2 separate regions of the Mus musculus genome follow, and region 1 is linked to region 2. A link is a contact called in public HiChIP or PLAC-seq data. All regions are on one chromosome and are shown on one strand. Each heading gives the region's core, a stretch centred on a gene start, on an enhancer-like site or on the middle of the called end of the contact. The rest is flanking DNA. Distances are from core to core; before and after follow the strand shown.

Evidence for each region. HiChIP or PLAC-seq counts read pairs in DNA pulled down with a chosen protein or histone mark.
Region 1: an H3K27ac HiChIP or PLAC-seq map of embryonic stem cells shows a contact between it and region 2, with 5 times the contacts expected there. The contact joins two enhancer-like sites. A contact is called at or near these places in 1 of 484 Hi-C or Micro-C datasets (embryonic stem cells) and 4 of 115 datasets of contacts at active chromatin or transcription factors (all in embryonic stem cells).

What each region holds. Positions count from the first base shown.
Region 1 is chr4:56,050,354-56,053,567 of GRCm38.p6, reverse strand. No RefSeq gene overlaps it. Among named protein-coding and RNA genes, the nearest start is that of Gm12519, 51 kb to the right of the region's middle. Within about 2 kb of position 1,402, at least 19 of the 459 cell types and tissues checked have an H3K27ac peak or open chromatin away from gene starts, as enhancers often do. A contact at or near this core is called in embryonic stem cells, where this site is marked.
Region 2 is chr4:55,479,305-55,482,469 of GRCm38.p6, reverse strand. No RefSeq gene overlaps it. Among named protein-coding and RNA genes, the nearest start is that of Gm22150, 12 kb to the right of the region's middle. Within about 2 kb of position 1,804, at least 93 of the 459 cell types and tissues checked have an H3K27ac peak or open chromatin away from gene starts, as enhancers often do. A contact at or near this core is called in embryonic stem cells, where this site is marked.

The DNA.
Region 1 (3,214 bases), core at 153-2,652, 570 kb before region 2:
GGCCACAGGCTGGTTAATCTTCAGGGATTTTTTTGAGTTAACTTCTGAAAATGTCGATTTGGCCTATTGATTTCATATGAATTGCCTCTGACTAGCTGGAGCACGGCCAGAGCAATCCCAGCTAGCTGTGGGCTGCAATTGTCAATCTGTCTCCTCTGGAGCGCCCGGGTTGCCGTGCAGCTGGGTGGCTCCTGCCAGGGCACACAGGCCTGTTTCTAGGAAGTGTTTTTGGTGAGACTCAGGGATTCTGAGATGGAAGGCAAGTTGCAGGGATGAGGGAAAATCGATCCTTGGTTTGCAAAATTAGCTGTCCTGAAAATTGATCATATCTCATTTGAGACCTGGGCAAAGCTGCCAGGCTTAAGGGAAAAACAACAACAACAACAAAAACACCAAAAAACAACACAAAACAAAAAACCCACCAGAATACAGGGGTAGGAAAGGGAAGTTGTGGGGTGAGGGTGGAGAGAAAACAGAGAAAGAAAGAGAAATGAGAAGCCTGGAGGTAAAGAAGAGAGATAGACTTTCTGGGCACTGAGTATGGTTGTTCTGCATCTCTAATCACAGTGCTGGGAAGACAGGCAGGTGGACCCCTGCAGCTTGCTGGTCAGCCATCTAGATGATCAGTGGGCTTCACGTTCAGTGAGGCCATACCTTAAAGTATAAGGTGGAAATTGATTTTAAAAGATGGTGAATATTGACTTCTGGCATCCACACTCATGAGCACAAATGTCCATGTATATTAATACATATATACTATATATATATATATATATATATACCCACACATGAGTGAATTAAGATAAAAAGAAACTTCCAAAGACAGAGTGACACATGTGGATGCATCCTCAGGCATAAAGTGAAGCAGAGAGAGAGAGAGAGAGGGAGAGAGAGAGAGAGAGAGAGAGAGAGAGAGAGAGAGAGAGAGCGCAAAAGAAAATGGGACAGAGACAGAAAAAGAGACACAGAGATAGAGTTACTGAGATTTAGAGAAAGCATAGCCTAAGAGGCGTGTTCAGAGACTGACTCCATGGGAGATCCCATGAGGAAGATTCTCTTAATACAATGGAATTTCAAAACATACAGTGGGACAGAGGATTTACATATTGAGGTTGGCTGGTTGGGCCTCTTCTTCCTAGAGGAAAGGGCAGAAGCAAACCCTGAGAACTGGCAAGGCTGCTGACTTAAGGGTGAAGGTCAGAGGCAGGGGCATAACAAAACGAAGACAGGAAAACAGTCACTTCCAGAGAAATCAGGGTTCCTAAGAGCTTCCACCAGAGCTGTCCAAGGAGCTTGGGCCTCTGTGGCTCCCCCTGGCAGGCTGCGTGGGGCCTTTGCGTGTAATCCCCAAGCTCCAGGGCAGCCCCTGTGTCATCCCAACTGAGATCCTGGGGCTTGCAGAACCGGTTAGTGGCTGTGTGATGGAATAATCACACAGGACTGGAAACAAAACAGGAGAACAAAAGCAGGTGGGGGGAGCCCACAGGAATAGTTTGGAATCCTAGTTTCCTACGTGCAGTTGCTAAGCAGTTTCCTGCTGTGTGTGTCCTGGTCTTGAGAAGTATGAGAAAGGCTATGAGGAAAGCAGGTGCCAGGGAGGTCTGCTGTGTGGTCTTGGGTTCTCAGGTGCTGGGGGCTGTTCTTCTTGGGAGGCCAGGAGAAATGCAGCTCTCCTGAAACACAAAAGGAGAGGGGCTGATGTTTTGAGCAACTCTCCCGCAGTCTGACTACTGAACAGAGGAAAGTGGCTGCCTTTTCATATTTCAGGGAAGCAACCGCTCCTTAGGCAGGAAACCAGATAGTCTGGGTCTCCGTTCTTACTGAAATCTCTGCCTTTGTATCCATAGCTATATGGCTTGGTTATTCCAATCAGACAGTGCTGTAGATGGAGGCTGGAAGCACCTGGGATACAGGCTTTTGACATTTAACGGGGGTGGGGTGGTGGTGGTGGTGAATGAGCCCTGTGACGATTCCAACTCATGCTTATGGTTCTTGTGAGAGAAACTGAGTCATATTACCAGCGTCTGGTGTCTCTCTTAAATAAACATCTCACCAAGAGTGATTCAAAGTCTTACACAGACAGCCCGGCTGGTAGAACAGAAATTCCCTAGAAAGTAACTTAAGTGGAGTTATGCCCAGGATGTGTATAGTAAAGGGCAGCAATGGCTGCTGTGTGAACTCCCTGCTTCTAGCTGTGTCCCACACAAGAGTAATAGAAAAGTTGTCATATAGTTTGCTTGGTTATCTGTGCCTCCTTTTCAAGTTGTCTGGCGGCAAGAGTGTAAAGTGAGAATTCAGAAAACCCTCAAGGGTGCCCAGGATAGAAAAGGGGACATGATCTTGGGCCTTTGTCTGTAGAAAGCCCTAACTGGGCAACAAAACAATTTGTGTTCATAATCCACTGAGCAGAAATAGAGAAGGTAGAGATTGTGCTGTCTGTAGAGTCACTGCAGAACCCATGATCAAAACTTGACTCATGCAGAAGAATAAAGAAAAAGATATAATTGACATTCTGATTTGTTTTTTCTTCACTGTTTGTAAGCTCCAGCTCTATGTAGGCCAGTGTTCCTTCCTGTGTTGAATTACAAAAGAATATATAAAAAGGTTTTCAAAATAGGACAGTCCCAGCTACTCAATCTAAGGAGCCATCTTTGTAAACTTTGCAAAGCTGAGATGAGTCAATTGTGTTTTAACATACTCGAGTACACACACTACCCACTAGGACATGTCCCCAACTCTTTCTCATAAAGGAAACCTTCCATGAATGGCTTGTGTTTCTATTGTGATTTCCTTTCATAATATTCCAAAAGCTGAATTTTGAAAAAAAAAATCAACAAAACATTTTGTTTTGAAACACACACTCCTCTCCCACTTGCAAACAGCAAGCTTGCAACTTGGCCGGTCTTCAGGATGAACACCTGGGCTACTCTGGCTGCTGCCAGTGGCTCAAGGAATGCTCATCTATTTCAGTACAACCCACACAATAATTAAAAGGACAATTTGTTTCTACATAAAGAATCATAGAATGTAGCCTCAAACCACATAAAAGTCCTTTCTGCTCTCCCCGGAGTTCAGCAACTCCAGGCTGGCTACAGTCTGCCCTGGCTGTTTTGTCTGGTGGTGTTTCTGTGACTTTCAGAGCGGCAGGATGGTAGGGGAGGGCCCTGGGTTCTAGTCCTTTCCCTGCTCTGTCTTTCTCACAGAGCCACTCTGA
Region 2 (3,165 bases), core at 555-3,054:
AAGTTCAGGGCAGGACCCCAAATATCAAGCACCTTACAGCTTTTTTGCATAGAGCATGGATATTCATACTGACAGAGACACTGATTCACGTTCCTCCAGACCAACCCTTATCACCAAGCAAGTTACAAAAGCGTTCTCCTTCTTTCGGAGCTCTCAGGAATGTGAACTATAGAAGCTGTGGATTCAGAATGGCCTCTGCCTTTAAGGGGTACTGCCAGAGCCAAACATGCTCACAGGACATGAGTGGGCTTTTTTTTTTTTTTCAGTCTGTGGTCCACAGGAGGCCCCAAAACACATTACAAGAAATGGCTCTTCCTTCACCCCCACCCCACCTTCCCAATCAAGCCCCTCCCAGACCACCTCCTTTGATCTGTATATTTGAAATCTCCCTTCTGCTGATCCTAGGCCTGTTTTTAATTCTTCCTTTGCTCTCCTTCTTCCTTTCTTCTTTCTGTGTTAGGAATTGAACTCAGGCCCTCGGGCGTGCTAGATATGTGCTCTCTTCACAGCCTAGCCCTTTTTTCTGAGAGATGCGCTTATATAGCCAAGGCTAACCTTGGACAGGATATATGTCTAGGGATATCCTTGAAATACTGAACCTCCTGGCGTCACCTCACCTATGCTGAGGAAAGAGATAAGCCACCCTCAGCTTGGACTGAACTTCACATCCTCTTTTATAACTGGAGTCTTTCAAGATAAATACTTTATCAAGATAAATCTGGCCTAACAGCTTTGGACTCCTCTCCCCCAAATCCATGATTTTTTTTTTTCGAGACGGGGTTTCTCTGTATAGCCCTGACTGTCCTGGAACTCACTCTGTAGACCAGGCTGGCCTCGAACTCAGAGATCTGCCTGCCTCTGCCTCCCAAGTGCTGGGATTAAAGGCGTGTGCCACCACTGCCCGGCGATTTTTTTTTTTCCTGTCACAAAATCAAAAGTGAGCTTGCTCACAGAACCATTTTGTGGATTTCTACCTATCATATCCTGTGTTCCCTGGTTAGCTGGTCTGGGTCGTTGTGTTAGGGCTGTTTAAGGTAAGCTTGCTTGCAAAAGTGTGATCGAAGCTTTAGGGACATCACAGAAAGGTGGGTATGATAGCCCACCCACATAGCCCTCTCTTGCTGAAGGGTGGCTAAGGGAGAGTGAACCAGCCTGGCCCATTAGTCCCCTGGGAAGCAGCCAATTGCAGGTCCCTCTAGACTCTGGCACTTCTCTGTAATCCTGCAACTCCACACACGTTTAGGGAATGCTACTGCAAGGCACAGAGGTGTGGGCAGGGCAGAGGCAAGGCGCCATTGTGTACCTACTTCAGCTGGCGGAGCCTTGTTTTTGCTGTCATGACAATATTGCATCATGGAATGGGAAAGGCCCTTCCCTGATCTAAGCCATTATTATGTGGGTCCTATTCTGGCCACAGACACCACGTGGGTAGTCAGGCCTCCGCTGTTATTTCAGCCTCAGGGGTGAAAACATCCGAACAGTGGAATCTTTTTTGTTCCTGGCTCCAGTCTCGGAATGTACAGACTTCGGATTCACGGACTTCTCCACGAATCATCATCACCCCAAATAGAGGGCTCCCAAAGCACCTCTATTTTTTCTGCGTCTGGCTCACAGCTGGGATTCTCCCCCGCCCCCCTCCCCCCCATCCTATCAGTTGTTCAAGAAAACTATGGGAATCCAGGCGACCGCTGACAGCACAGCACAGACGGATTGAGTGATGGTGAAAGGAAGGTAGTGGTGGGAGCAAAGCCCCCAGGACTCCAGGAGAAAGTCCACAGAGGCATCTGAGCCAGCATGGCCCGTCCCGCCTGCGCCCCTCGTGGTGCTCGCTGGAACTGCAGGCTGGTATCATGGGTGACTGTGATGTGGCTCTGTCGCTGGCTTTGATGGGGCCGAGCGGGCCTCTTCAGAGGAATGCAGACCTGTCTGCACCCGAAAACCAAAACCGTGTCCAAGGGGCGGGGCTGAACGGCTGGAAGAGAGGCCTCACCTCACCTGGGCGGACGCCGCTTCTGGAATGAGACCTGGCCGAGTGGGCGCGGGAGGTGGCTCCAGGCCCGGGGCCAGCACGCAGCTTTCCCACGTGTGCACAAGCGGGCCTCCTCAGAACAGGTCCTGGGAAGCGACCAAGAGGCCTCTGAGGACGCCAGCATGTGGCTTTCCCGTCTGTGTGCCTCGACCCTCATGAGGGCAGAGAGCCCTAATAGGATTTGAAGGTCCAGACCTGAGAGGTTTCGATTCTAGAACCCTTTCTCCCAAACTCTGGCAATCACACCCACTCTGGTCTCATATTACTAGCCAATAGGCATCCATGATTAATGAGGACTTGACATGTGCTTCTAATCTGTACTATATGTTGGAGATATAACATGGGTGAGGGGGGAGTGTGATTGTTTGTTTGCTTTTGGTAGCAGGTATATGGAACTAGGGGCTCACGCGTGGTAGGCAAGCACTCTACCAGTAGGCTATATCCCCGGTTTTTTTTCTTAATTAGATATATTAAGACATGGTCTCATTATGTTGCCCAGATTGGCTTTGAACTCATCCTCCTGTCTCTGTTTCCCTAATACAAAAAAAAGAGGGAGAGAGATTAGAGACTATTCAGCAAAGCTCAATTTTATTAGTATTTTTGTTTGTTTCCTGTATTAAGAAAACACAAGTTAATTTTACTCATTTCCCTTTTTTCTTTTTACAGTGTACACTCTGAATGTTGAAAATGGCACCCGGATTTCTATAGAAAGCCTTAGAGTTCTCCGTTCTCTCAAAAAGCATGTTATTGGCCCCAGAGCCTTTGAACTTAATCTTCTATCTACAATGCTTTCAGTTCAGCAGTCTTCTCTTCTTCCTTGCTATTCAAATCACAAAGTTCACATACCCAGCTCCTTCCCTCTTTCCTCGTACCATCCATCCGGTTAAGGCAGGCTTGGCAGGTGGCAACCCTCTCTGTGTTCCTCCCCCAGTTTTACACTATAAACCCCCTGAGAGCAAGATTTTAAGGTTCCTGTTGGCTGAGCTCCCCTTGGTCCCCATGGGAAACATTTGTTGAATGGATACAGAAAGGCTCCTCCTAGGAGTGACTGCGTCAAACACAATCTACCACGAAGCCAAGACGTATGGTCTGGACACTACAGTTGTGGGTTGTGGGAGTGGAGAGGACATGAACAC